Regions from separate parts of the Mus musculus genome. Here region 2 is linked to region 1. The links are chromatin contacts, called in public Hi-C maps. All regions are on one chromosome and are shown on one strand. The core of a region is the stretch at or near the end of the contact, and the rest is flanking DNA. Distances in the headings are between cores, read along the strand shown. Region 1 overlaps Atxn10 (ataxin 10). Region 2 holds the start of Lncppara (long noncoding RNA near Ppara).

Region 1 (2,841 bases), core at 67-2,566:
AAATAAGAAGTCCCCAGGATGAAACTGGGATAAGATCTGCAGAGGACAGGGTTTCAGCACTGCTGAGGGAGTAGCTCAAAGGTCTTCAGTGGGCCAGTGACAAGGAGAGTAAAATTCTGGAGCTCACAGGCTGCTAGTTCATGAAAAACTCTCAACCCCTCCTTTAACAGGGCTACAGTTTACTGAGATGTTTACAGACAGAACACAGGAAGACAACTGCCACACGCAGGCAATGGGCCCAAATTGTATTGTCAGCATAGCATCAGAATCTTTTTCTTTCTTCCTTCCTTCCTTCCTTCCTTCCTTCCTTCCTTCCTTCCTTCCTTCCTTCCTTCCTTCCTTCCTCCCTCCCTCCCTCCCTTCCTTTCATATTTATTTATTTTATTTTATGTATGTGAGTATACTGTAGCTGTACAGATGGTTGTGAGCCTCCATATGGTTGTTAGGAATTGAATTTTAGGACCTCTGCTTGTTCTGATCAACCCTACTTGCTCTGGTTGACCCCCTGCTTGCTCAGTCCCTGCTTGCTCTGGCCCAAAGATTTATTTATTTATTATTATACATCTATATTTATATATTTATATTATTATTAGAAGTACACTGTAGCTGTCTTCAGGCACACCAGAAGAGGGTGTCAGATCTCATTACAGATGGTTGTGAGCCACCATGTGGTTGCTGGGATTTGAACTCAGGACCTTTGGAAGAGCAGTCAGTGCTCTTACCTGCTGAGCAATCTCACCAGTCTCAGAATCTTTTCTAATGTTAAATTGGCAAGAGGTGGATAAACCTTCTGTGATGTCAGGAGGTGGAGACAAAAGCAAAGCACAGTTTGAGGACAAGCTTACAAGACAGGAGCCATGGGCCCTCCATGTTTAAAGAGGACAATCCCACAGAACAGGAACAAATTAAAAACCCCTAAGTCACTAGGAGAAAGTCCACTGAAGAGATGGGGAAGCGGAGAGAAGGGCAGTGGAAAAGACAAAGACAGAGATATACAAATTGAGAAAAACGGTAAACAAGGGCCTAGGGGAACACCAAATGCAATTGTCTTAAATAACTAAAAGCAAATGTAAGCAGGTAGCACAATGAAAGTCCATTTTTAAAACAGCACAAGAAGGCTCAGAAATGAAATCTCTGATAGTCTCCAAAGGCTATAACTGTCCTCACATTCCAGCTAAATGCAGAAAGAGGCCAGCTGGCAAAACCCAGTGCTGAGCCACAAGCCAGGCTCACAGGCACCGGCACTCCCCTTGTGAGCGAGGCCAGCCCACAGCATGATGCCCATCCCCTGCTTCCCTCAGCTTTTCACATAGGCACCCGGCTCATCTTGAGCTCAGTGGAGCCTTCCCATCTCTCTGGTACACACCGCAGTCACTCAATCTCAGGCTAGCCTCAAGAACTCACTTAAATGGCAAGTTCTTACATCTGTCTCCCTGTGCACATGAATTCCTCAAGAGGGCACTATGCCAAATCCATTTCTACATTCTCACTGTCTAGAACACCAGCTGGTGCAGAGCAGATGGCAAATACATACTTAAACTAGAGTTCAGGTCCCTGCCATGGTTACAGAACAGTGTGGTAGCTCCTATCTGGAGAACTGAGTAGAAATGGCCTCTTTCCAACTGCTACCCAGCAGTAACACAGACTTGAGTTAAACATCACAGCATGGGAGACTCGATGCCATTCTCCTACTAAAATATAACAGTATGAAATTAAATTCTACCAAAATAAGATAAGCTTTGAAAGAAAGAGATGCCAGATAATTACTTCAAAACTGATTTTTTTTCTGGTATTTAATAATATAACTCTGATCCTTTGCTGCCAGGAAAAGCAAACAATTAGCCATGCCAAAGGCTGACAATGCTGTAGATGTATGCTAGGCAGTTCCATCTTTTTTGCTCCCTCAGAAATGGAAGGGGCTAGTTTAACACTTGAAATAAAAACTTTCCCATTTTCCCAAACTAATGACAGCTACAGAGATAGAAACTTTACAGTGTCAAAATTACTTGGGTTTTCATTAGATTCTGACATGCAATAGAAATGTGAAACATGCACTCATTCACCAAAAGCTAACATGCCCAAACCAGCAGAAGGTAAATACAAATCTTATTCCTCTGCAGTAGAAAAAAAGAAACCCAACACACTACAGGATTGAATAATCTTTCCATTTTTGTGTCCTTGCCTCTGCCTCTCTTTCACACTGACAAATTGATATGCACTCAAGAATGCCCCTGATCACTTCGATATGAGTTTTTAATTATTTTTGTTAGTAAAATTCCCCAGATCATATGCTAATGTTTTAATTTTTTTCTATAAAAGCCGAATTGAAATTCTGATAAACCCTAGATACTGGCTGAACAAGGTAAGGACATGTGCACAGATCATGCAAAGGGAACAAAGGAAGGAAGACTGGCTATAGTCACCATGGTGGCCATTTTCCTCCTATCAGGGACAAACAGGACCTCTAGATCCATGCCTCTGTGTGTGTGTGTGTGTGTGTGTGTGTGTGTGTGTGTGTGTGTGTGTGTTTTCCTCTTAACTTTCAGGTGCTGTAAGAAAAAAACTAAACAAGCTAAAAACCAAGCCTGCTACATGTGCACTCGAAGGCCGGACGTTAGCATCAGGTGTCCTCCTCCATCACTCTCCACCTTGTCTTCTGGGACAGTTTCTCACTGAACCTGGAGTTCAGCAGTTTGACTCAACTGGCAGTAGGGTAGCACGAGGAAGCACAAACCATGGACCCCTGGCATGCAGCAGTAACAGCAACAGATGGCTCCTGCAGTTCCTGTAAGTCTCCCTTTTAAAGCATGCCATGCCCCTCCCACACAAGAACAAGCTGAC
Region 2 (2,700 bases), core at 29-2,528, 300 kb before region 1:
TGGGGATTCTCAGCCACTCTACTTAGCAGCAGGAGGCCGGTGTATGCCACTGTGTCAGCCCCAAAGCGCCTTTTCTGCACTTGGTGAGCCTCCCTGAATCTGGGCTTCATTGCAACAGAAGCCTTGCAGAGCCCAAGCTATGGTAGAGAAACACCAGGACACAAGCACCCTAGTTCTAGCAAGGACAGTGGGCCACCACGCACTGTGCCTTAGCCCAACACGGGAACAGATGTGCCTCTGTCTCCCTCATCTGGCCTTTCTCTAGGCAAGACCTTCTGGCAGATCCTCCATTGATACCAAGTGGCCTGGCCTGGGGGAAGCAGGATCACACTGGGGGGATTAAGTGATGGTGCCCGGGGTACAGAGAAAAGAGAGGGACCTCATGCTGAGGTCCCCAGAGGTCTCTCAGGGCTCGGTGACCTTGTCCTCAGGTTGGGAGGCTACGTCTCTTCCACTTGGAGCTGGTGATGAATGGAACTGCACCTCTGTTAAGCCATGCCCAGTCTAAGTAGGCCGATACGGGGTCAAAAGTCACCATATCATATCATGGGTAGATGTGTCATCTGGGGTAGATTGCTGGGGGGTGGGGTGGGGCACAATACTGAGGGCAGGGGTTGGGGGGAGCACAAAGCCTCTAGGTAAAGACATCTAAGCTGAGGGCAGGTCCTGGAGCACTGGCAGGGATGTGCCTCTGACCCTAGCCTTCCTTACTCTCAAGTCTCCCTACTTTCCAGAGGAAGGACATTGGGGCCCTACTTACCACAGGGAAGCCATAGGCATGCAGAACTTCCTGCTTGGTTCCACTTCCTGACCACCTTGGGGGTTAGAAACAAAAGCAATGATCATCAACTTCAGAAGGGAGAAAGCCTGGCCCCTGGTGGCCTCCCCTGGCCACTCCTTAAGATCCTATAGCACAATGGCATTTTCATCCAGTCTGCCTTTTGCCTGGTGACACTTTGCATGCAAAGCCTTGGATGGAACGGCCTCTAAGCTCAGCCCTGTGCTGGGCATGTGGGTCAGAGACTATGCTCCAACTTCACCCATGGTGGGCAAGCGTGTTTTTGTGGGTGGCCAGTGGCCCGCGTGCAACTTCCCTAGGACATAGGGCAAATGGGGCTTGAACTCTCCCAAAGAGCAGAGACCCAGAGAAAGGGCTCACTGGACTACAGACTCACACCATGAATCAAGTCACTATCCTACCTCCCTCGGGCCCAAATCATCATGGCAGAGCCATTAGTAAGACAGAAGGAAGGCCAAGCAGGGACATGGGGACAGTGAGGGAGAAGCCTGGCCAGCTGAAGGGCTCTGGAGCTGAGCCTGGGGTACAGAATATGGAGACAAGGATCTGCCCACTTCTGTCCGTCAAGCCGGAGTGCTTTGTTGCAGGCCTTGTTAACACCCCCCTCCCCCAACCACGACTCAAGGATGGGAAGATGAGCCCATTGGCTACTGAGGGTCTGGTGAGGACACACAGGGTGGGAAAGCCCCCTCCCTGACTACCAGCCTCGCATGGGCTCCCAAGACAGCCGAGCTATCTGTCACGCTGACACCCTTTCTCGGATCCTTCCCACTGCGCCCATCAGCCCTGCCCCCAACCCACAAAGCCTCGAAATGCCCTGGGCAAGCCTCCTCTGCCCTCCTTGGCCATCTCCCAGGTCCTTCCCACCTCCTGGCTTTTGCTCTGGTCTGTCCGTCTGCCAGGAACCGCTGACCTGTTTTTCCTGTTTCTTTCCACAAGGCTCCTGCTCCCCGGGGGGGGGGGGGGGGGCAGGGGGGTGCTGGCTCTGCTCTGGTGAGGCTGACCCACAGGTGCCTGTCTTAGGCCGATTCCTCTCACAGTGCCTCTCCACACTCTGGTGGCAGGCATGGCTATCATGGTCTCTTCAGTTCCAGGGCAGCTCTACTCTACCTGTGGGGGACTTACGCTGGTTCCACAAGACTTCAGGGAGGGTCACCCTTACTGGATCTCTGGTCATCTCTAGAGCCATTTGTGAAGGAGAAGGAAAAGGCCCAGTTCCATATTTGGGAAGCGTTCCGATGTGTCAAGCCCACCTGTGAAACAGCCTGGCCTCGGGCCTGGGGCTTGGGACCCACAGAAATGACTCCTTTCTCAAGGGGTAACAAGGAAGGGGTCCTGAAAGAGACTGCAGGGACCCAGTGGGGACAGGCTGGAGGAGGGCCAGTGGCGGGGCGGGCAGGGAGTGAGCAGTCAGCAGACGCCCTGCCATCTGCCAGCCGCCACCTCTCAGTCCTGTCCCAGTCCTGCAGTGTCTGCCTGGGGGAGGAGCCAGGCTGGCCAGGACAGGTGTGCCAAAGGCCTAGGCAGGCAGGTGGCCCTTTCAGGGCTGGGCGGATGTCTGGAGGGAGAGAGGCAGACAGACAGTGTCACCCTGAAGTCACCTCAGGCTTGGCTTGGGGCCACCAAGAGCCAGACCCCCCCCCACAGTAACCCCCCCTCTCTTGGCTTCCCTGATTAGGTTTCTCCCATAAAGCGGCCAGTGTCTCTGCTCAGTAGGCCGTGCCAACAGCGAGTCTGGGAACGGCGGGAGGGGGTTGGCATCCGGCTGGGCAGAAGGCGGATCTCCTTGTGAACAAGGCCCATAAAGTTAAAAAGATGCACGCTCACTGGGTAGGCATGGGTCGACATGCCAGGGGGCAGGCCATGCCCAGTGGGCACCATCTTGGATCTAGCTAGGACAG

The links. A called contact is a pair of places that touch in the nucleus more often than the background predicts.
Region 2: a contact with region 1 is called in a Hi-C map of cerebellum, with 2.0 times the contacts expected there. The contact joins the promoter of Lncppara here to the enhancer-like site in region 1. A contact is called at or near these places in 2 of 39 promoter capture datasets (the 3T3-L1 cell line and hippocampal neurons), 1 of 15 datasets of contacts at CTCF or cohesin (the NIH/3T3 cell line) and 3 of 484 Hi-C or Micro-C datasets (the G1E-ER4 cell line, Sertoli cells and cerebellum).

Annotation. Positions count from the first base shown.
Region 1 is chr15:85,402,051-85,404,891 of GRCm38.p6, reverse strand. All of the region lies in intron 9 of Atxn10 (ataxin 10), which reads right to left. Among named protein-coding and RNA genes, the nearest start is that of Gm23517, 52 kb to the right of the region's middle. Within about 2 kb of position 1,316, at least 83 of the 459 cell types and tissues checked have an H3K27ac peak or open chromatin away from gene starts, as enhancers often do. A contact at or near this core is called in cerebellum, where this site is marked.
Region 2 is chr15:85,702,351-85,705,050 of GRCm38.p6, reverse strand. It overlaps Lncppara (long noncoding RNA near Ppara), which reads right to left and starts at 1,278. Exons shown (of 2, transcript NR_110483.1): 1 at 761-1,278.